Regions from separate parts of the Mus musculus genome. Here regions 1, 2, 3 and 5 are each linked to region 4. Evidence: chromatin contacts called from public HiCAR-type, Micro-C and promoter capture Hi-C data. All regions are on one chromosome and are shown on one strand. The core of a region is the stretch at or near the end of the contact, and the rest is flanking DNA. Distances in the headings are between cores, read along the strand shown. Region 1 holds the start of Gpc4 (glypican 4). Region 2 holds the start of Ccdc160 (coiled-coil domain containing 160). Region 3 holds the start of Phf6 (PHD finger protein 6). Region 4 holds the start of Rap2c (RAP2C, member of RAS oncogene family). Region 5 holds the start of Enox2 (ecto-NOX disulfide-thiol exchanger 2).

Region 1 (4,566 bases), core at 686-3,185, 1.1 Mb after region 4:
ACCTCAGGTCTGACCTGCAGAGCTCCCAAGCTTCTGCGGCTGCCGGTTCAATTCTCTTTTGCTGGCAGGGCAGGAGGAAGAGGGAAAAGAAAGGGGGCTTTTCAGAGCTCTACAACCAATAAAATCATGAGTCTGGGAGGACATACTTGAGTTCCCAAAAAGACAGGCAGCTGAAGGGCAAACAGCCTTTCATCAGTAGCCTGTGAGTTACTTGACAACTGCCAAGGTGCAGTGGACGCCTGGGCTACTACCAACAATTTCTTCAGTTCTATTTCTAGATGGAGCCCGATTACACTCTGAAAGTACCCAGCCACTTCCCTCAATTACTTTTGTAGTTTATATGTAATTGATGACCACACTTAATCTCCGAGGTTATTAATAGCCTTCCAAAAGATGACCCCCAAGTCTTCTAAAGCTTTTGGAAGCGCCTGGTTAAAATTACAGTATTTCCTTTGCTGGCTGCTGGCCCCCTGCCTGCCCCACCCGGGCAACCAGTACAGCGAGGCAAAGGCGCACTCTGCACACTTCCATGAATGGTTCGGAATGGAGATTTGGCCTTCGGGGCTCGAATCTCTAACGCCTCCGTTAGGTTAAGCTGGCCAAAAGCCAGTTAGATTCGTAGCTCCTTCAGAGTCTCCAGGGTGAACAAGCTACCTGTGCCGTTTCGGCCGCCAGCCCGCAGGGCTGTGCGCAACAGTTGGCGGCTTCAAAAATCTAGTACAACAGGGAAGGAGGACTAGCCCAGGCACTGCCACCAGCGGGCCTGGAGACCTCGGGAGCAGGAGGGGAGGGCATACCTGATGCAGCCTCCCCAGCGCTCTAGGAGGACTTCCCCCAAATACCATACACAACCCCCCGCAACCCCCCCAGCGCTGAAATCCGGTGAACTTTTTCAGAGGCAAAGCCATCTTCATTTGCATAACCATCTCCAAACTGAGATTTAGGTTTCCTGTAATCAGTCCTTTCAAAGGTCTGTAATTGAAAGTGCAATTAACCCTTAAAATGAGGTGAGAAAAGAGAAAAGGAAGGGAAATACCCGTTTTATCCAACACCTTCCGGAAAGCTGGAGACTTCCCAAAAGTCGGGATTTGAAGGAGTAAGAAGAGTTCGCTTTTTAAAGGTGACTTCTAAAGCCCTTGCAGCTCCTAAAAACTAAACCGTGTCAGCGGTGGAAGAGAGGCGGCGGGGAGAGGAATTTTAGGAGACCGTCAATGAGCGGCTCATTCAAGTCTCACGTTTTGCGCCCCTAGGAATCTGCAAACTCCAGGAGGTTCCCCACCCCGCCCCCACTCGGCCTCGTCGTCACCCACACAACAAAGCGGGGAACCCAGTAAAGAATTCAACCCGGAAAAGGCGAGAGAGCCCAAGCCACGCACGTTGAGGGCCAGAGTCCCTAGTGGCTTCCCGGGAGTGAGAGGGCTGGGGTGGGGGGCAGCAGCAAAGGACCTGGGTGGCACTGAATAAACCGGCGGCGCCCCTCCACTCGCGGTGCCCGCTCAAAGCCGGGGCTGGCTCTCCTGCCTGCCCGTTTCTCCCTCTCGGCTACCTGATGCGGCGTGGGGGGGGGCGCCCCTTTTCCCGGGGTGCCCACCGCTCGGTAATGGGGAGAGTGCAGGATTCCCACCTACCGTTGATCTCATAGAGGGGGGCATCATTCTTGTTGAAGCCTTTGGACACGTAGAGACGTCGCACTTCCGAGCAACTTTTCGACTTGAGCTCCGCAGCCAGCAGCGAGGCGCTGAGCGCGGCCAGGGTGCAGAGGAGCGCGAGCAAGCCTAAGCGTGCCATGGTGCGGACCCTGACGGACGCGCTCCCACCTTTAGGGGACAGAATGAGACCCGATGGAAAGCAGCGCTGCGGAGCGGGCGGAGAGGCGCGGAGTGAACACTCACGAGCGGAGCGAGAACCGGGGAGTTGAAGTTGGTAGTGAAGGAGGAGGAGGAGGAGGAGGAGGAGGGCAGGAGGAGGAGACGCGGGCGAAAAGTGGAGCTGGGCCTCGAGTCAGGCAACGGTCCCCGGTGCCAGGCGCCCAGCCGGGGTGCGGTACGAGGAAAAAGGCGTGGAATGGGCGCGGGACCCAAGGGACTAGGGAGAGGATCCGTGACCTCGGGACTCCGAAGGCTAGAGAACCCGGGCCAGCTAGCCAGGGGCGGAGGGGCTCAGGGAAGGAAGGGAAGGTGGCAGGCGTCGCAGAAGAGCAGAGTGTGGGCGGCGTCGGCGGGCGATCGCTGGCGCGGGGCTTCAGCCACCCGGCGCTGCTCCGCTCACCCAGCCCGGCTCAGCTCACTGCCCTCGGCCGCACGGCTGTGCCCTTCTCAGCTCTGCCGCTGATTGACTGGCCCGGCTCGCACAGCGAGGCTCCGCAAACTTGGCCAAGCGGGGCGGCCCTAAGGGAGGGAGGGGGCGGGCATGAGGGGGGGGGCGAGCCCGAGACAGGCGGGAGCACGCAGGGCCGGGCCGGGAGAAAACCTGGAAGCTGGGTTGGATCTGGAGCGGGCCAAATCCACTTCCTAGGGGGCCCGCACGGGGCGCGCGGCGCTCCCTCTTGCGACACGCCCTGCTGGGCTCCTCCCTCCTGCCCTCCTCTTCAGAGGCGGGGAACCTGCCCCCCGCCCCCCCCCCCAGCAAGAGAGGAAAGGGCAGTTTCTTCCCGCTTAAGGGGCCAAGTCTCAAGAGATCCTGGTGATCTGGATCTTGGGGCCTTGAGCCCCTGTCTGAGCCACAAGCCTTTCTCCACAGCCACTTGACAGGCTATCCCCATGGGCCTGAGCAGCACTTAGCCCTCCAGCCCCAATACCAGCCTCGCTGCTTCTACCCAGCATCCAGGGCCACTTCTAACCAACACCTGGGCAAGGAAGGCACACTCACATACTGGCATTGCTTTGATCCAAACAACGCGGGGTGGGGGCCGGGGGACCTGGAACTCACAGCTGGGCTGAGAGGCTCACCTAGCCCCCCTTGACCCATCACAGTGTTCCCCCAAGAGCACAAGCTAGCCCCTAACTCTAGCAATCATCTTCTCACCTGCTTCATCCCCACACACTGTTCAACGCACGCTCACACCCTAAGTTCTGCAATAAATATACACAAACTCTGAAACTGACCAGAAAACAATCACTGAACCTCAAGGAGATGGAGCTAAATCAAGGTTGCTCAGAAAAACTTTTGGCCCCACACTGCCCTGTGTAGGGTATAGGAATTGACACCCCACAGAAAGAAAGAAACGCTAAGAATTAGCACTCACCTAAGGTCAATGTGTCCAAAGTCCCAAGACTCTTGAATGAAAAGACTCTAGTGGTGGCAGGGAATGACAGCCCAGTATTTCCAATTCTTCCCGTTCTACATTTAGTCACAAGAAAAACTGGGAATGGGTGAGTCTTCCCACCTTCCAAGCTTTGTCAGATTCCATTAATGAGTGTTTTTGAAGCTCCCAGGGCTCCTTTAATGAAGGGAACCGTGCAGATTGTGAACTTGTCATTACTGTTGTTATTGTTACAATCTGCTTTAAGAGCTCAGGGTGAGAAGTGCCTCAGACACTTCGGGAGTGTGCTGGGAACTGGGCAGATGAAAAGGGCTGGAGCTTATTATTTGGCTAGACTCTCAATTCCCATAAAATTACATAGGGTGAAGATACGAACCATCATTACAATTATCGCCCTCAGAGGGTTTGTGGAGACTTCCTCCACTGTTCTTTGGAAACCGTGCTGACATGGTTGGAGGTGAGGAGCTGTGGAGGGTGTTTTGAATGCCCACTGCAGACTCCTCTTCAATATATTAACTCTTGCAGAGCAGTAGCATGAACAGACACACTGTGACCTGTCTGTAAGTAGGACTTCCAATTTCTTTTCTGTTTGTTTGTTTGTTTGTTTGTGGTAGAGTTTTCTCCCTCCCTGTAGCCCTGGCTGTTCTGGAACTCTGTAGACCAGGCTGGCCTTGAACTCAGACATCCACTGGGCTCAGGCTCTCAAGTGCTGATATTTAAGGCCTGCGCCACCACACCCAGCTGTGACTTAAAATTTTTTATGTCTGGCAACACATTTAATTTATGCACACTCAGCTCCATTGAATTCAAGGAACTTTTAAATAATCCAGGTAATCCTTAAACTGCTAACCATGAGGTCCTCCTGGCACTGCTAGCGCTTAGCACAGCACCTTAACATCCACTGATGCATACATAAAGATATTCCTCAGCAAGGGAAATATGATCTGAGATGCGACCAACATTAATAGTAAAATGAAATTCCAAACTGGGTATATGATACACACCTGTAATTCCAGAAGGTATAGGCAGGAAAATCAAGACTTCAAGACCAGCCTCAGGGACATAAGGAATTTGTAGCTAGCCTGGGCTACATATGAGCCTCTTTCAAAATAAAGAAAAATAAAATAAATCTCTGACAATGAAAGAGAAAGGGATTTTCCTAACGTATAAAAGGACCACATTGGAACATTGCCTCCCACAGCAAGAGGAACTCATTTTTGCCCCCCTCAAGTCACTGATGCTCTTCCTTTTAGTGTATTATTAACCAAAACTTGAGCCTTTTCTACCAGAAACAGTAACCTCTG
Region 2 (4,605 bases), core at 1,358-3,857, 1.8 Mb after region 4:
ATCACAAGTTTGGGGCTGCTGAAACTAGAATTATTTTATACGGCCTGCTTTGCTATGCTATCAGAAAGTAAATCACGTTGGTTCTCTGAACCTTAGTATCCTACATGGTAAAATGAGAAGGCTGGGTTCCATTGCATGATTTGTAATTCACTTATTATCAAGCCAAGTGCCTTGTCACCTCAGTACCGGAAAAGGTTACAGCGGACAGTAAACTGGTGTTTAACTTTCATATTCGTCTAAGATGGTTGTAGTATTGAAAAATGAAATTTTCTGTCCCCATAATTCTTGACTGTTTGCCATTTGATACTTCTAGGACATGAAGGAGTAAGACACATTTGAAACACAGACCAAGGTAATCTTCTCCCATCCTCCCCACCCTCCCCCCAACCTCAGCTCCACCAGGAATATAGTAATAGGGTGGAATTACTTTAAAAGATTTGCAACTTCACATGAAATAAAGGTTTGGCATGATTGATCTTAAGATTCCAAATCCTGTTTTCCATCAGTGTAGTCATATTTACATTTTTTAGGATAGTAATGGAATTATGGAGCAAGATAATGATAGCCACAATTTTTTTCCTGGGGGAGTTACTTCGTCCTGTGCTGTTCTAAGGACTTGAAACTGATTAATTCACTCTTCACAGAACTCTTATGAGTGAGATACAACTACTTCCATTGCGCAAATGGGGAATCTAACACATAGAGCAATCAAGAAAGACTCCTTTATTTTATTAGTAATGGATGCCATAGCAAGCAGAAGTAAATGGAGCCCTTTGAAGACAAGGAAAGCCACTGATTAAAAACGGGGCAATTTGGAAATTTAGTATCAAGAAGCTCATGGAATCCCACAGGCCAATTCTGTCAGGGTCTTTAATAAAACACACAGTGACATGAGACATCTACCTTGTTGACTTTGGTTCTCTAAGGAGGCAAAGGCAGCCAGAGAACAGGGCCTGGGGGCATCTGAATGCAGCCTTGCCGGTTCCCAGACACCTGTTAGATCCGGTTCCCAAGGTTTGAATTTTCAAAAAGTAGCTCCGGTATTGTTCCCAAGTCACTCACCTGTTAGGTCTTTTAAATTAGATTGTAACTTTTAAAATGAACTTAAACCATCTTTCCCTGGAGACCCCAGAGCCGTCATTTCCCTTTCTTTCTCTTGCTATCTGGTGCCCGCAAAACCCCGTGTTTCACAGCCTCCAGTCTCAGCCCGGCATGGGCTATAAAATTTACACTGTGCAACCGACTAATCAAAGCCTGAGGAGACCATTTATTTGTTCCACAAAATAGCATGTTTAGAATAAATAATATGATTAAGGAGGCGGGGTTTTGTCACCCAAGAAACCCCTCGAAAGTTGTGAGGAAGCTTTAAAACTTAAAGAGAAAATTTGGGTGACTGGGGAAAGCGAGTGATTTTTTTTTTCCATTTTTTATTAGGTATTTAGCTCATTTACATTTCCAATGCTATACCAAAAGTCCCCCATATCCACCCACCCCCACTCCCCTGCCCACCCACTCCCCCTTTTTGGCCCTGGTGTTCCCCTGTACTGGGGCATATAAAGTTTGCAAGTCCAATGGGCCTCTCTTTCCAGTGATGGCCGACTAGGCCATCTTTTGATATATATGCAGCTAGAGTCAAGAGCTCCGGGGTACTGGTTAGTTCATAATGTTGTTCCACCTATAGGGTTGCAGATCCCTTTAGCTCCTTGGCTACTTTCTCTAGCTCCTCCATTGGGAGCCCTATGATCCATCCATTAGCTGACTGTGAGCATCCACTTCTGTGTTTGCTAGGCCCCGGCATAGTCTCACAAGAGACAGCTACATCTGGGTCCTTTCAATAAAATCTTGCTAGTGTATGCAATGGTGTCAGCGTTTGGATGCTGATTATGGGGTGGAGTGATTTTTTTTTTTAACCCTTGAGTATAGTGTAAACTAGTTGTCCTCAACGTTTTTACATTCAAATGGGTTCAAGAACAACTTAGGCAAATTCTTGAGTGATAAATGGAGACAATATGGATGGAGAGACAGGCCTCATTTTTTACACAGGTAGAGCCAGGTTCTGACTCAAGGTTCTTTTTAGTGCTTTGCCTAATGTAGAACTTCTGGCTAAGCCATTGGACTGACCTTCGACAGGTACATAAGGTAGAGATGGGGATATGATGCAACTCCCACATTATTAGCAACCCTGACTCCAACCTAAGGTCTTCCAAAGCGAATCCTCCATAACATCCTGTTACTAAATACCAAATCTAGGGGATTAACCCTATGCAACTGCCTCTCCATTTCTCCACAGTCGGTGGTCACATAGCCTTGAGAATCTCCCACATCTAGTCTAATAGTCCCAGCGGTGCATGGGTTTGCCTAGCATTTTCTTGACCTTTCCTATTCTGACTCAGCGTCTTCTCCCTGCTTTCCTATCTCTTGCCTGGCAGAAGCCACCACAGTGGCCGCCCTACCGGGCATGCTCAGTGCTCTGGTCCGGCCTTGACTCCCTGACTAGCAGCAGTACTCAACCTGCAGCGACCGGTTCCTTCAGTGCCCGGTCCCTTTAAATCCATCCGCCTGGTTGCTAGGCAACAGTGCGGCCCGCGCTGGAGCTGCACTGCAGAGGCTCTGCCCCGGGCCAGCCTGGCCGGGTCGTGGTGGCTAGCACTGAACAAGGGGCTGCCTCCTGTCGGTAGTGACCGGCTTCGGGGAAGAGTGGACAGGGCTCTCCAACCGCACCCGCGCTTCCAGGTATGTCTGTGTAAGGGACATCCCGGGTTCCCCTGGCGCGCCCCTCTTTACCCCCTGACTCTCCCAGCAAGAGGGCGGAAAACCAAGGAAGTCCCAGCAGCAGGTTTTTTTTTTTTTCTCTTGAGAGCCCCAGGCTGGAGCTAGCGTGTGTTTGGAAAGAAAAGAAACAGGGCGTGGGAAAGGGGTTGTGGACAGAGAAGTGGGGTCAAGCTTATCCATTCACCCACTAGCTACAGGATCTGGACTGGGAGGTGAAAAGAGTCACCTGCAGTGGGGGTTCTAACAACATCTTGTTCCTGGCCACCTTCTTTTCCATAGAAGCAAGGATGGCAGGAGTTTCAGTTAACCATTCACAGAGAAAAATCCCCAAACTATGCATATAAAGATACAGCTTTATAGCAAGAATGTGACTCCCATAGTAATAAAGTCTAAGCCTTGGGAACTCAGGGGACTCCGTATCTTTTCTTCAAGAAGGGATAATTTCACACTAATAACAAAGAATTGAGGATCATAGCCACACACAGTGCTGAGTTTTCGGTGGCACTTTGTTTCTCTCTCCATATTGCCTAAACAATAGAAGGGACATTCTGTCCAGGGAAGTGGGCACTTGACCCATATGTTAGAACCCTGAAAGATGAAAGCAAAAAAAAAAAAAAAAAAAAAGCGGGACCATTTCTCTGTGTCATGTTTTTACAAATTAACTCTACTCGAAGGAGGGAAGCCAGGCCTAGGTTCCAGCCCTGTGACTCTTGGTAGGCACATTGTAATCAGCAAGCTTCTGTCTCCACCACAGGTGGCTTGTCTGTTCAATACATGCTCAGGGTAAAGAGATAACCGTGGTGAATGCAGTATCAGTGTGGTTCTTGCCCCACTTGACATTTGTATTGCCCGAGGAAGGAAGACGGTAGCATAACACTTGGAAAAATGGGCTGAAAACTTAGAAAGAGAAATGACTTCTGTCTGGTGCCACATTGCAGATAGACCCACAGACATTGTAGGTGTAGCATCTGTGACTTGAATGGACACTTCAGAGAATAACATGGGTTTGGGACATTCTTTAAATTATATTTCCTGTAGGGAGGTGGGGGTGGTGGTGGTGAACTGTTTTTTCCAGCTCAAGCTGGAGGAGACCAGTGACATCCGGTCTAAGACCTTGGACCTCAGGAAGGGTAAGTACAGTTGTTCTGGTTGTTATCTCATCCTGGGAGTTCAGAAGCTCAGAGTCTTGCCCAACATAAACCTTCAACTTTGTAAGCAAAGCATCACTCATCCCTGTCAGCACGCTTCCAAGACGGCCTCATAAACGTTCAAAAGAAAAGTGCCCTGAAGACTTGAGCTAAGTCAAATAAACTTCAGGGGAAACATGAAAGCCCTTGCCTTAAAATGTCATCCCGCGAAGTTCGTAAGCTAGGGAGGACAGTAGAGATTTTCCTTTTTCCTTCTTAAAAACAAAACCCCAAAATAACTCAGTTAAAAATCATTGTTACCAGATACCAGTGTGACCAATATACTTAGCTTCAGGTCTCAATGCTCACCGATGGTAACAGAAAAAGGGAATATGACAGATAGATGTGAAGTGGGGGAGAAAAATGAATTTACTTAATAGTTTTGGAGAGAAAAATCTCTGCTTTTCCCAAACAAAGCCAGTGTGACAGGTTCTAGACACAGCAGGGAATCTCCATATGTAGATTTAGCTGTGAGCCCCAGGTTACTGCTGTCAGGGATCAGAGTGCTTGAGGAGGGCCATTTGCTGTTAACCACCTGTGAAGTAGGTTCCTTATCCCGGTTCCTTACCTTAAGAATCTGCAGCTTCCGGGAAGGCGAGTCTTGAGCGGTTCTGAAAGGTGAGCAGCAGCGTAGCTTGCCACAACC
Region 3 (4,761 bases), core at 282-2,781, 1.9 Mb after region 4:
GGTGGAAGGCCTCTGATTTACATACAGTTTAAATGGAATACTCATTGTGGATCTTCCTATGCAAATCTCTAGTCACTACCTTAAAGAGTAACCGCAGGCAAAGGGCAGTGGAAGCAGGTGGATCTTTTAAGAGTGAAGGCAAGGTAGGGCAAAGCAACTGGTGCCCGATGCTTCTACAGCACAGGAGAGATGTGAAGTAAGGGGGGGGGAGCACAGGTCTAGGTGCTAAAATCAGGACAGATAGATAACTCAGCACCTGCACTACAGAAAGATACCTTAAAGCTAAATGATTGATTTGTAGGTCCTCATTGAGTTCCATGTGAATGAATCAATGTTACACCACTATGATTACTGGTTTCTTGTGCAATGAAATTTAAGGTTGACCTTGAAAAGAAAAAAAAACCCATAAAGATTGATGGAACAACATGTAAAAACATTGGATCCAGAGTGTAAATTCACTCCCATTGCAGGAAACATGGCTAAATCAGACAGCTTTTTAAAGCCTCGCTGGTTCGTTAGATTTTTTTTTCTTTTTAAAAAATGGTTTCCCCTCACAGAGGCCAGAAGAAAATAACAAAAGTTGACCCTCACATAAAGTATACTATGTCCCCAGACATTAATGTGATTTGTACATATTAACTCATTTCTCACAACATTTTGTGAGGGAGACCATTGCGTTCTCCATTTTAGAATTGATAAGTCTGAGGGACGAGAGGTAATACAACGTGATCAAGGTCACAGAGCTAGAAGTGAGGGAGCTGAGAGTCACAGTCAGGAGTATGCCTCCAATAAGCTAAGAGAGAAAGGGAGGGAGGGAGAGAGAGAAAGAGAGAGAGAGAGAGCGCGCACTGGTTTAGGTATGTAGCTCATTTGTGTGGAATATAAAGAAAATCACTCATCTTTTTTGATTATGGCAACTCCAGCATTTACAAAGAGTCAGCCAGCTATTACGGTAATACATGCTTCAGTTGCATCCTTAGTCTTCTTCACAATAAACTTGGAAGGTATTTCATCCTCATTTCCAAGACATTCCGTCCTCCTCCTCCAAAAAAAAAAAAAAAAAAAAAAAAAAAAAGGTTGAGTGATTAAAACGATTAGCCCAAAGACGGCCATGCAAATAAGAAAACTGCACTGGGAGCTCTTTGCCGGCAGTGAAATCAGGCGAAAGGAGGACCCCACAGGGATGCCAGGAGAGTACAATGAAATAATGGATGTAAAAAGGCCTCGACGAACAAGTGCAAGGGCTAAGGCCTGTGCATTTGCTTCGCGGGAAAACCGGTTCCCCAGGACCTGGTCCCAGGCTTTCTGGCCCCAACCCAACGCCTTCTCCTCCCAGTGCCTAGCTTTCTCTTCAAATCTCTTTCTCCGTCTCCTCCACTCCTGCCCCCCAAGCCTCAGCCGGGCGGCAGAGCGGAGAATAGAAGGTCCGCGCGCGAGCAGGAGGCGGGGCACCCCGAACCTTTCGAGGGGCCGGTCTGCGCGCGTGCGCCGTCCTTCGGCGGCTTCAACCGCCCCGGCTCGGTGGCCAATCAGAGTGCCCGGCGCGCTCGAGACGTCTCAACGTCCTGTGGGTCGTGTGCGTACGGAGGGAGGCAACGTAAGGGCGCTCGGCGAGCCCGTCTCTCCTCGAATGAAAGGAAACTACCCCTGGCGACAGAGCCCCGCTCTTCGGCAGTGCCGGAGAACCGACTCCCGCCTTCCCCGTCTTCCCTCGTGGGCGCTGTCCTCCCTTCGCCCAGCCGTGAGCCCCACTGGTGAGTTCCCCGCGGTAGCCAGGGGCCCCCCATTCTCTCTCTGGCGGGAGAAGACGAAGAGGATGGCGGTGGCCAGGCCGCCGCCCCTGCCCGTTGTTACGGGGGGGACTGGCGGTGGTCTCCTTCATTGTCAGGGACCCCCAGAGGCGCCGCGCATTGTCGGTGCTCCCTACAGAGGCTGGCGACCTAGTGCCGTGGGGGCGCTGAGGGACATGTTAGGCGGCAGCCTAGACTTCGGGGGAGGGGGCTTCACATCGGAGGAGAGAAATACTGGGATGGGGGCTTCAAAAAAAAAAAAACTCTGCTGACGCTTAGATGGTTTCAGTGGTAAGGAGGGTGACTACTTCCGAAGTGTAAGAGAAAAAAAAAATGGTTAGGATGGCATGAGGGTAAGCCTTACGGAATGAGGGGGAGAAAAAGAAAAACTCCCCAGTAAGGGGAATCGGGCGAAAGTGATGGATAAGGAGATGCTTCGGAGTCAGGTCCTTAGAGGACGAACTCCTGGGGAAGGGAGGAGTGTGAAGAAGGTGATATTTTCCTGAATTCCAGAGACTTGGCCAAGGACAATCGGAGGGGGGGGGGACCCCGACTTTCTGGCTGAAAGGAACCTACTGAAGTGTTGGGAAGGAAGAGACTTTTTCGAGTTTATCCAGCGCCTTGGTTAGAGGGAGATCTAGGAGGCTAGTGTGCGATTGGGGAATACATAACGGAGAGAATCCGCTCTGTTTCCTGCCTGGTCCTTTATTACATGGGCGAACAGCACGGCGTTCTTTTGCAGTTTCTATTCGTTTCGATATTCTGTGTGAAAGTGAAAAACAAATCTTTTGATGTTTGAAAAGCCTTTAATTTTCCTCTGGTTCCTACGTAATATCGGGTCTTATTCATACAGTTCAAATTTCTTCACTACCCTTTGGCTTGAAACAACTGGAAAATTCCTTTAGTTTCCTTTTGAATAACCGCAAAAAAAAAAAAAAAAAAAGCAGTGCGAAGCATGTAATAATATCGTGCAACCAAATTCAGGTGCCCTTCCGGTACATTTCCTATTCATTTATTTCTCTTCACTGCAACTTTGCTGAGAGAAAGACCGTGTTATCTTTGGAGGATCGCACTTATATCTGTGAATTTCAACTGGCTTGCATGCGGAAGGTTTTTCATCTTCCGGAACTGCAGTTTTGTTTTGTTTGTTTTTTTCGGTAGAAAACGTTCTTTTAAGATACTAGCCATTGACTAAGCTCTCGAGTTGGTTCTCGAATGCCCTCCTTGGTCATCCAGGTGGTTTCTACCTCGATGCTTCACAGCATCTTGGAAAATCGGAAATGCATTCATTGTTTCAGCGGGGTTTCTTTTTCAGACATTTAAACTGTATTTCCCATAAAATTACTGTTGTTTCTTTCACCTTTACACATTATCCATAATGTTACCTTTCTTTGAAACATCTCATTGTTGGGTTAAAGTATTGAACTTTGAGCTTTGCCTGTTCTTGAAAAACCTTTAAATTAAAACGAAAGCGCTCAATAGATGTTTTTGAGCCCCATAAGTAATGCTGATTGAATGTCCTTATTCTGCTTAACCCTAGACCACAAGTGTGACAGTAGTAGATAAAAATCTGTATTTTTTTTGATAGACAGTTTTGCTAGGCGTCATTGTTTCCATGATGGGCTCTGCTGCTGCATGGTTTATAAGGCAGATGTAAAAAATCAGCAAGCTCTGCACACATGCATTATTTGAATTTTAGTGGAAAAATCCAATTAGTCATTGCATAGCAAGGCAAATTTTTAATCGTTTGTTGCACATTTGTGTGTTTCTGTTCACTTTCAAATAAAATATAAATTACCAAGAAATGTGTGAATGCTTTACAATGCAAAGTAAGTATATGTGTGTATGTATGTGTGTGTGTGAAAATATATATATATATATATATATATATATATATATATATATATATATATATATATATATTCTCTTTTAGATTTTGGAATCTTTGGTATCTAGAAAAGCAGGTTCTGAAAATTAAGATGAAAAAATACACTGTTTGTTAGTTAAAAGAGGCAATAGTGAATAAAGATAGAATGGAGCGGGGTACCATTTCAGATTCAATTTGGGGAATAAAGGATGATTTTCCCTCTAAGAATTTTGCTTATCTTCAGCCATTTTTTAAAAGCTAGTGCTGGGATTGTTTAGAAACAACACATTAAAGATGCCTATGAAGATAAGATTTGTAATGTAGCATCTTTTCAGCTGCCCCGGCTGACCTGGAGAAATGCTGAATACATACATCATGGTGACTTAACAGTGCCTATAATTCATTGCATGGTAGTAAAGAAAACACATTTAGAACTCCAGTAGCAGATCTGGGTGCTATTTATGAATCTTGGTGTTTTTGCATAGCTCTAAAAACTGGAGCAGCTATATTTTTCATAAAGCAAGTGGACATATACTTGCCAGAGCAAATGCAAACACACTTCCTCTTTTGTTTCTTTTGTTTCTCTGCTTTCTTCTTTTTTTTTTTTTAATGCTAAAAGCTTTGCTGCCTATTTCCAATTAGTTTCAGGGTTTATAGCCAGTGTTCTGAAATCAGTATTACTGAGAAGTACCCCATGGCACTTGGAAGACTGGGGTATTTAAAATTATAGGTAGCATTAAGAGTTTGTTAAAATCAGCAAAGGAGAGACAGCAAAACCTTTGAAGTCTCGTTCAAAAGCAAATAGTGGATATAAATTAATGAGAAGAAATGTTTTCTTTGTGGCTTCATATTACTTTACATCCTGATGATCCTCCGTGAATGGCTCTGAATGGCGCATTACCTTGCTGCTGCTGCTGCTGCTGTTACTGCTGCTGCTGCTGCTGAAGAGATGCTTCTCAGAGAGTTACCAACTAGTTAGTGAGCCATGTCTCTAAGCACAATGTCCTGAGAATATTTAAATGTATATAAATGGCAATAACTGAATAAACTAATTTGAAGACAGACGTTTGAGATTCTATTGATTGTGATGAGTGTTATGCCAAC
Region 4 (4,909 bases), core at 1,279-3,778:
AACTCAAGCTGTGCACCAACCTTAAGACTCCTCTAACCCCACCCCCACCTTCAGTCTACTTCGATTAAAGAATCATGTCCCCAAATATGAACATACACATGTTTGGCCAGCCCCCTAAACCTGCCTGTTGTCACCATTCCTTGTACCACCTGTTATCCCAGCACAGGACTGCAGCATGGATGGAACTCCTAGTCATTTAACAAGAGGGCTTAAGGGAAAGTGGTTTAAAGACAAGGGGAAAAGGAGAGAGGGAGAGGGAGAGAGAGAGAGAGAGGCAGAAAGAGACAGAGACAGACACCACTCGATGCTTAGAAATCCAGTTTTAAGATTCATAGACATAAATATCTCATTTTACATTGGTTACTAAGTGCTTAGCGTTGTAATAGCAAACAACTGTGGTAACAGTGAACTCAGCCCAAGAAGGTCAAGGCATCAGGGGTCTGGGTGAGAAGTCAGACATGGCTTCTTCCATGTTTGCTTGCCTTCTGATTTGTCCACACATATATTGCATGGGAATAACTGTAGTTCATTACTAAAGATCACAGCATTAGCTATGTTTCAGTAACATCAATTTCCGCAGAGAATGGTTTTGATATAGGAATTTTATAGGGTTAGCCAGCATTGCTTTTTTTTTTCCTGTATGTGTCCTGTAACTTAAAGAGTTGCCTTATATATAAATATATATATATTTGACTAATTACAGTAAACAAAACATTCATACACAGGTCAAATATACCAATTCAATCTTGTCTGAACTGTTAAGCTGCTTTTCTGGGTTTCCTTATGGAACAACAAGTGTACCTAAGCACACCAACTTTTGCCTCAAAGGAACCCGAGTCTCTGCTGAAATAATGTCAGAGTTCCATACTCCGTACTTATGGCTATAACAGAAGAGGATACAGTGGAAATGGTATGAAACACCTTTGAAAAGACCAGAAGAGTCTGCTGAATGAAAAACAAATCTTTCGAGGATCCCTTAGAAGGAAAATACCTGTCAAATAATACCCTCAGCACTTCTGGGGGAAATGCTTTATGCTACTTTTGTTTGGAATGTGAGTCTACCTAGCATGTTCTTTGGAGTCATTTGCCCAGAACTTATACTCTTTACAAAGAAGTTCTTGAAGTTGTTGTATAAGGTTACCAGAAAAATTCATACATAGCACTTTAACTTCAACTCCCAAAGAATGTGAAACTAGCACATTACTCTGGCTAAGGCACTTAATATTTCTTAAGTAAGCAACATTAAGTGCATACCTTTAAATGCAGAAAAAAAATCCGTTTCCTAAATCAATGGAGGTCAATATAACGGGTCAATATAAGGTCATTTATTTTCAAGGAATAAATAGCAACAATTAGTGCATCTCTTAAAATAACGTTAACTTCAGTCTAGTTCCCGGTGAGGGATGGAGGGATTTTCTGAAGCAACTGGACCAGATCCAGGTTGGCTACCCCACTGGGCTAAGAAATCTGCGTTCCCAGTCCCACATATTTTTCTGTAAGTATAGGCTACGATGGCAGAAACGATATGGCTCGACGGGAGAAAAGGAGAGTCATCCTTGCTTTCTGTGGGTTAGGAATCCTAGGTACTAGTCTTTTAGAGCAGCAACTTCCCCTTTCGGCTGCATTCCCCTAAGAAAAATGCCAAGAAAGCAGGCCTAGCCCGCATTTTGCACCACTGAGATTTAGGCTTCAAGCTGAGGACCTTAGGAGCTAGGAGAGCAGGGGGAAGGAAAAGCAGGCACACAGGTTTTAGCTCAGTGTACGAGAGAATGGACTTCAAACAATTTCGCCCAGCCCACCGTGCTCCGCACTTGAGGTTATCTACGGAAGGTTTTGTGAACACGTTAATCGATACTTGTTGAAGTGAATAAACAACTTCAGGTTGTACCGTAGGGCTAAAAATACTCAGGCTGACCTATTTCCTTTTCACTTTTCTTTTCCTTAAAAATAACTTTAAAATATTTGTCGATGTCTGTTACTTTAGCACTCTCTACAGAAACAATCCAGGGCTTTTCCATACCATGCCAAACTTTCAAAAGCCAAACACGCTCATTAACGCACAGCTCAAGCAAATGAGAAGTACATGTAGGATTACCACACCCCCTTCAAAGAAATTACAAGACTTGGTTTGATTACCTGAAAAGACTGTTGATTAACCAAACTATACACCAGGATGAAACCTTGGCCGTTCTTGATGTACAGATCTCTCATGGAGGCAAACTGCTCGGTTCCTGCGGTGTCCAGGATTTCCAGTACTGACGGGGAAGAGTCCACTTCGATCTCTTTGCGGTAGAAATCTTCAATGGTGGGGTCATATTTCTCAATGAAAGTCCCGGTGACAAACTGCACGGTGAGGGCAGATTTGCCAACCCCTCCGCTCCCTAACACCACTACCTTGTATTCCCTCATGAGTCTCACCTTCACCAACTCCTTACCCAAGGGGGGGAAAAAATAACACCCCGCTAGCTGCGCTGCGGCAAGGCCAGGCGGAAGGTGGGCGGAAATGTGCGAACTGGGGAGGAGAGTGCGGAGAGAGGCGGAGGGCCCGACCGGGGACGAGGAGGAAGTTCCAGGAGGGGGAGGGGAAAAGAGCCAAGTGTCGTCGGGTGGGTGGGGATGGGATGCTGATGCCCTTCCTATAGGAACCCAGGGCGGCCTGGGGGGCGTGGGGAGGAGGGCGCGCCGGCGAGCGTCCGAGCGACGGTTGGGGGGAGCCGCGGCGCACCCCCACGCGGGAAGGGGCGGGGGCCTGGCGGCCGGGGGCTGCCCGCCACCCCTCCCCCCCGCCCTGCGCGCACACACACACAAAGGGGCCCGGGGTCCCCGCTTCCTGCCGGCGCCGCTGCCTGCCGAGCCGGCCCGAAGCCTCCGGGCCCCGCCGCGCGCGCGCGCGCGCTCGCTCGCTCGCTATCGCTGGGGCGGGGTCTCTGGGCCCCCAGGGTCCCGCGGAGCTCGTGTGACCTGTAACGGGGGGGGGGGGGGAGGGGAACGGGGAAGAGGGAAGAAGGGGACGCGCGTTAGGTGTTGCCTGACCTCCACGCTGGCGCCCGCAGCCGCCACCTCTGCCGCCGCTTACCCTGCTGTCCTGGCCACACGCTCCCAGCCGCCCGGGAGGCTAAGTCAAGCCAAGGCCATGGCCACCGGGCCGCCCGGGCCCTGCTGCTAGCGGAAGGACGGGGAAGGGGCGGGGGCGGACCGGCGGCGGCGGTGGCGGCGGCGGTGGCCGCAGGGACTCCGGTTGAACCCACCTCTTTTTTTTTTTCCTCCCCTACCCCCCACCCCCCACCCCCCACCCCCAATATAAACCCGGAAGGGTTTCCCTGACACACTGGCTGAGGTGCCCCAATTCCCCGAGACTGGACGCGTTCACTTCCGGTGGGGAAAGTCCCACCTCTTCTTCGGGGCGAGCCGGGTGGCGCTAGGGCCGCGCCCTGCCGAGCGCCGAGAGAGCGAGCGAGCCGGGCCGCCCGGCCGGGTTACAGGTCGGGGCAATGGCCTTGAGAAAGGGCGCTTCGGGGAAACCTTCAGCTCCAGCCTTCACGCCCTGAGCGGTCGGCCATATGGCTCGACCCCGGGCCCGCCCAAGTCCCTAGGCTTCTAGGTGTCGAGCAGCTGCTTCTGAGGACCTGATTCCCTCCCTGGCCCGAGACCGCCAGCCAATAATCTAAGTGCTGAGAACACCAGATATCCCTCGGCTGGAAGTTACTGGGAAAATAAAACAGTTTAGGAAGTTAATTCTCTTAGCTATTATTTCTTTCCACTTGATATGTTTCCGAAGCAAAGTATGCAAAGGACCCTTAGAGTTGGTGTGGGCTCTTGATTTTTGAAGGTGCTGTTTTAGTCATGTATGGCACTCTGTACTTTATCAGTTGGCACATTTGCCTCACCTCCCTCAGCAAATATGAAACTTTAAAAAAATATATCACAAGGCTCAAAGGGATCAGCAGTGCAAGTAGACTTTATGGTGGACTATTCAGTTTTGTTCCAACTATTTCCAACTACTACACAGCAGAAATGGTAACCGATATCGAAAGGTGATTGCAAATGGTTAGGCCTGTGGAATAATTTCATTTCGTCTTTTTATCATCTGCAACGCATAACAAACTGCCCACCTGGCTGTTGCACAGTGAAGCCTTGTTTTAAAGGCCTTCGTTCATAGCCTTGAAATTCAAAAGCAAATAATAACTCTAACTTCTATTTTTAGAGAAAATTGTTGATGCTAATTTTCTATTTGTGAACTTTATCCATGGGCCACACGACCGGGCAGTATTTGGGGCTTTTCACCCCCTCTTTATTCGAGCACACTCAGAAACCTGAGAGAATCTCTGGCCAGCCTACTTAAAGTGACTCCACATTTCCTTATTTGAAAGCCCTAATGACCAAGCTGGAGAAAGAGATCTATTTATTACTCATTCCAAAGTGTTAGTCATTAGAAGGTAGGCGAATCACAGAAGTGTAAAATCCCACTGTCCCTGGTCAGTAGTCCCCAGTGTCACTTACAGAAGTCAAAGGACAGACTAGTTCACTTTTCTCCTTGGTCTCAAGCTGGTGCAGTCTCTCCAGTGAAGTGTCTGTCTCCAGCTAGCCCAGGTCCTGCCCGATAGCCAAAGGCACTGCCCTCTGCTGGAAGAGCTTTGACCTGTGAGGTCTGAGTCCTCCCCCATAGGTCACTGTTCCTTCCACACTTGCTGTTGCCAGATTTGGAGCCCTTCTTCCAGTCTGGCTGTCTCCAGACTGTCTGGTGGAATCCACAGCCCTTCACCAGCCATGCTTATAACTGAGTGTGGAAATTCCTCTTCTGATCCAGCTAGCAGTGAGCAACCAAAGCGAGGCTGTGCTCATTCACGAAACTTTCAAAGCACTGCCTTTTCTGAGGCCATCTCACCAGTTGGCAACTCTAATGTCTCTG
Region 5 (4,893 bases), core at 1,904-4,403, 1.7 Mb before region 4:
AGTATGGTTTTGCATAACCCAAATCCACTCGCCTGAAGAGTAACCATCACCCGGCTGCCACCTTAATGCATGAAATAGCATGCTCTGGCAATATTATGCTCATCATAAAAGATAAATACCAAGCAAGTAGTAACACTAATAGAATAATATTTACATGTACCAATTCCTCCTAATTCTAACTAATAAGTAGCTCCACTCTGTCCTTTCCCCTGTCACCTTAAAAATGTGAAAATGTGCTAGTGATGCACCCTTCCTGAAAATGTCACGTTATTTTCTATTTCCTACTGGATTCCTTATATCTAATTACATGAGGTTATAACTTGGTGATGCTGAACATAGTCACACTCTTACTGAATATTTGTCCTTAGATCAACTTAAGACTAATGTAGTTTCTATTTTTATTAGATCAAGTCCTATGCAACCTTAGGTTTGATGAGCTAATCCAGATGTTTTTTTTTTTCTGATACATTCAAGTATGCAACAAATGAACTTTTAAATGTGAGTGAGAGCACCACATAACTACCACTGGTCTATGCACCCCATTTGGACAGCCAATGGGCCTGTGTATTCATATTCAGTACCATTACAGCTGATTCTTCAAAAATCATGCTCAAAATGCTGTAGCGTGCTTTGCTTGGACCTTCCTTATCCTAGACATCTGTACCCAGCTGTGACGAACTGTTCACACTCTACTCTTATAGAGACACACATCGTTCAGAGTGATTCCTTTATCTCTAATGGCTCCTCTCTACCCTTCTTTGCCCTGCAAACTCCTTATTCCCTCAAGGCCTGTCATGTCACCTCCTCACAAAAGACGTTTCCATAACCTCCTCCTCTGATTAGCTACTCTTTCCTCACCATATCACAATGCTGTCTACCTGTTTCCATTCTCCTACAATCTTCTACTCCATGGTACCTCACAACTGTGGTCACCTAGCTCCCCGAAATCCAGTGAGGGTTCAGGCCTTGTATTCGATTGTATCTTCTTGTATTTCACGTGTACTCGGGTCCCAGAGGACATCTAGTAACCTGGGTCCCCTTGAAAAAGCTGAAATGAAATAAAACCCAAAGAACTGTCTACACCCAAATGATGTAAAGGTTGGACATAATTTTTTGTATAGAATCATCTAATTTAGAAAAAGAAACATTGACTATAATTTTGGCAGGCATAATCAACTATGGTTATAACAGTTAATCTAATGTGGTATTGGCAACGACTTTACAGCAGACACACTCTGACACAAAAATCCAAATGACTCATTTGGGTTTCTTCCAGGATGAACAATTGTACCTTAATCTTTCCTTGCCACAGTTGGAAAATCATGAACAAAAATACACATCAGAACTAGGAAACCATGGGCGAAGAGCATGGGCGTTCAAGTCAGAAGTTTGTACATCAAAACTCCACCTCGATTATCTCTAATCTATTTGTCTTTAGATATTTGCTTAAAATACCCAGTTTAGTTTCTTCTTCTAGAGAAATAGTGGAAATAATAGTACATATAAGACTCTCAGACAGTGTCACTAAGTGCTTATGATTCTTGGACATTATGTGGGCTCAATAAATAGGAGTCAATACTGTCTTCTAATCAGATGGTTACAATTCAGGTATTCTGCTACACAAGGACAGCAAACTCATTTCTTATTATGTTTATGGCACTTTGCTTTCTAATTGACAGATACAGGTTGTGGCGAAGATTAGCCACAAATAAAACATCTACAAGACAAAAGTTTCTCCTTATATTTAAACTCACACCTGGAACATACCACCACACTTCTTTGTGTTCTCCAAGAATTGATCTCAAATCAGGTTCCCCTAGGATGAAAAGGAAAATCACCCAGTCTTAATTTTTTTGTCTTTAATTTTATTCAATACAGAATAAATTCAAACTTTGCATATTCTTCTACCTGTCATGTCACTATGATCTCCCAATATTATCCTAGTATTATCTCCCAATATATCCCTGCTGATACCTCTTCTAGAACCATGTGTGCCTCTGTCATACACTCCTTCCTTTTCCATCCCCCACTTCTTATTCGCCAAGTCCTGCATCATCAAGAAGCATTTTCTTCCTCTTATGCTCCTTTTGAATCTCTTTTAAACCACTGGAGCCCAAATGAAAGGCAACCTCTTCCACAAAGCATACTAGGATTGTTCTAAGGAAAGAGTAAGTTTCAAGACGTCAGGAAGCTCTGAGTTAGGCTAGAACTTTTACAAAGCAGCCTCTCAATTCTATCTATTGGTGTTAATCAGATTTTGCTGGAAGCCCTTAATATGCTCCAGGTTTTTAAATGGTCCAATTTGCCCTCTACCCTCACTAGAACACTGTACTGAACCTTAATTGTGTATTTCTCAAAAGTAAGATTCTTTTTTTTTCTGCTTCCTATCCCTTCTGGAAATTGAAGGACACCTTTTCCACTCCAATGACTAGTTGAAAAAGGCCAGTAAAAAGAGATGAGCCAAGAGAAAGAGATTGAGAGAGAGAAAGAGAGAGAGAGAACACCTCATTATCAGGAAGCAGAAATGGAAATTGACAGAAAATCAAGCCCTGGGTTTAGCAAGGAATTTCCACTCGCCTAGAGGAAACGGGGGTGCAGGGTGGGGTCGAGTGGGGTTTGTGTGTGTACTTGCAGTGGTAGGTGCTCAGAGCTGAGCAACAAATTAAAGGCGGGAACAGAGCACCCAACTCCTGCCTGAAGGGGAATCCAGATGCCACTTTTTGGAGGCTCTCTCATCCTAAGAAGGAGCCTGCGCTGGGTGGTGGGGAGAGGGGCGGGTGGAGGTAGGAAATAAGAGAAGAGTTGGGAGGAGGGGGGACGTGCTTGTGCTTTGGATGCTAAGGCAACTGGTGCCTGCCCCCCAACTCCAGTCAAGGCACCCACCACCCATGAAGAAGCGGGCTGGGCGGAGTTAGGCGCCAAAGATTGCGGCCCCGGAAGCACCCTCCTCCCTAGACCCCCTCGGTCCCACAGTCCCCGGCCACTGCCACTCGGGCTTTCTGCCTCGCTGACCTCCAGCTCCCCGGCTACCGAAGCGCTACTCCTTAAACAGCCGCGGAAAATCGGACCCGCTCGGAAGTTCCTGGACCCGGAGTGCCCTCAGGGTGGGGTGTGCCCCACAACTGTCTTCCCAACCGTGCACCTTCTACTAGATGGCCTAGGCCAGGCAATGGGGCCCAATAGCTGGACTCTAACCTACCAGGTGACTATTGAAGCCTCTCCCATTGGCTAGGGCATCAGAGAACCGCGAGGCCCGAGCATGTGTCTTCATGGGAAATGTAGTTTGAGGTCACAGGAAACTGTTATTCCTCAGAAGTATCCAATATTTGCTTAGGTATCAAGGGATGCTAGAGGATTCTGGGAGATGAAGTCAAAATGCTTTCTTCTAGATACCCACAATTCCTCTCACACCAAGCTTCCTGAAAACCCTGAGTTGAAATACAGGACAGTGTTATGGGTATTGTAGTTTAGTGTGCAAGGACCCTCAAGCTTAGGTATAGAGAGCTTGTAGAGACAGATAAATGTTCGAGATTCTTTTGAATACTAGAAAAGTATTTATGTTTTGAGAAAGAATGTTTGCATTGCATTATAATTTGACATTTTCATTTGAAGTCTGAGTATGGTTGATTTTTTTGTTTAAGGAAGAATGCTGCTATCTAGCCTAGAACTGGCTTTGAATTAAGAATCCTACTGCCTAAGCCTCTTCAAATGCATAATTAAACACATGTGCTATGAACATATACATTTCCGTTTTGTTAAGATTAAATTTTTAATTAAAAATATACCTTGTAAAAGTTTGCCTTTTGTTAGAGTCATTAGAAAACTAGGTACTTCTAATTGGGAATTATATTTTCCTTTAGGACTTGTCATAATTAAATATGTAAATGTGATGTGGAGATACCAAAAGAAATCTACTAAATAGATAGGCAGTTAAGCTGTATTCTTGTATTGAAGATTGATGGCTTTGCCATATACTAGTATAATGCTATAGCTCATAACAGATGCACAATACAACTAGAAAAATATCTTACATATCTTCAAGAAAACATCTTTTAAGTAAAACTATGTAACAAGAGACCAGTAAATAAATGGGTGGATAAACACCAGTAGACCCAACTTCATAAAAGACACATTAGATCTAAAAACACATACTAATGCAAACACATTTAAAGTAGGTGACCTTAAAACCCCACTCCCACCAAAAAGCAGGACGAAAACTAAACAGAGAATTTCTAGAGTTTACACAACATCAAAAATCAAATAGACTGAACAGACATCTACAGAAATTACACTCAGACACTAAAGAGTACATATTCTTCTCATCAGCCCATGGAAACTTCTACAAAATTAACATGTTAGGACACAAATCAAGACTGAACAAACAAAGAAAAGAAAATTTGAAATAATATCCTACATTTTATTGAATCACAGTAGAATAAGGGTAGATATTAACAGCAATAGAAACTATAAGAAATACACAAACTCAAAAAAGCAAAACACACTACTGGATGATAATTTGGTCAAAAAACTCAAGGAGACAAATTTTTAATTCTTAGAATTGATGGAAAAGGAAAACAACACATCAAAACAAATAGCACATGATAAAGGCTAGGCTAAGGGGAAGTTTTATAGCACTAAGTGCCTACATTAAAAGCAAAAGAAAACAGAGAGCCAGGTGTGGTGGTCCACATCTTTCTCAGTACTAAGGATGTAGAAGCAGGCAAGCCTCTATGAATTCAAAGTTTGACTGCTTTTCATAATGAGTTCCAAGCCAGCCAAAGATACATAGTGAGACTGTGTTTCAAAGCAAACAAACATTAAGGGATTGTAAATTAATTAAAAGAAAGAGAAAGATGATACAAATTAATAAAATTAGAGATGAAAGGGGAGAAA

The links. Promoter capture Hi-C pulls out the DNA fragments that hold promoters and counts their contacts. Hi-C and Micro-C count contacts between places; a contact is called where the count stands out from the background. HiCAR-type assays count read pairs that join an accessible place to other places.
Region 1: a contact with region 4 is called in a Micro-C map of embryonic stem cells, with 6 times the contacts expected there. The contact joins the promoter of Gpc4 here to the promoter of Rap2c in region 4. A contact is called at or near these places in 1 of 39 promoter capture datasets (liver) and 1 of 484 Hi-C or Micro-C datasets (embryonic stem cells).
Region 2: a promoter capture Hi-C map of hippocampal neurons shows a contact between it and region 4, with 4 times the contacts expected there. The contact joins the promoter of Ccdc160 here to the promoter of Rap2c in region 4.
Region 3: a contact with region 4 is called in a promoter capture Hi-C map of erythroid cells, with 51 times the contacts expected there. The contact joins the promoter of Phf6 here to the promoter of Rap2c in region 4. A contact is called at or near these places in 3 of 39 promoter capture datasets (erythroid cells, liver and pre-B cells), 2 of 484 Hi-C or Micro-C datasets (CD4 T cells and cerebral cortex), 2 of 115 datasets of contacts at active chromatin or transcription factors (astrocytes and cardiomyocytes) and 2 of 9 other capture datasets (adipose tissue and liver).
Region 5: a contact with region 4 is called in a HiCAR-type map of astrocytes, with 6 times the contacts expected there. The contact joins the promoter of Enox2 here to the promoter of Rap2c in region 4. A contact is called at or near these places in 2 of 39 promoter capture datasets (liver and pre-B cells), 1 of 115 datasets of contacts at active chromatin or transcription factors (astrocytes) and 1 of 9 other capture datasets (liver).

Annotation. Positions count from the first base shown.
Region 1 is chrX:52,162,988-52,167,553 of GRCm38.p6, forward strand. It overlaps Gpc4 (glypican 4), which reads right to left and starts at 1,936. Exons shown (of 9, transcript NM_008150.2): 1 at 1,629-1,936. The coding sequence starts at 1,788.
Region 2 is chrX:52,788,593-52,793,197 of GRCm38.p6, forward strand. Ccdc160 (coiled-coil domain containing 160) reads left to right here and starts at 2,608. Exons shown (of 2, transcript NM_001034059.1): 1 at 2,608-2,733.
Region 3 is chrX:52,910,683-52,915,443 of GRCm38.p6, forward strand. Phf6 (PHD finger protein 6) reads left to right here and starts at 1,532. Exons shown (of 11, transcript NM_027642.2): 1 at 1,532-1,754.
Region 4 is chrX:51,015,490-51,020,398 of GRCm38.p6, forward strand. It overlaps Rap2c (RAP2C, member of RAS oncogene family), which reads right to left and starts at 2,529. Exons shown (of 3, transcript NM_172413.2): 1 at 2,137-2,529. The coding sequence starts at 2,409.
Region 5 is chrX:49,285,089-49,289,981 of GRCm38.p6, forward strand. Enox2 (ecto-NOX disulfide-thiol exchanger 2) reads right to left here and starts at 3,154. Exons shown (of 16, transcript NM_001271447.1): 1 at 3,013-3,154; 2 at 1,757-1,816. It overlaps Gm39513 (a long non-coding RNA gene), which reads left to right and starts at 1,828. Exons shown (of 2, transcript XR_882305.2): 1 at 1,828-3,202.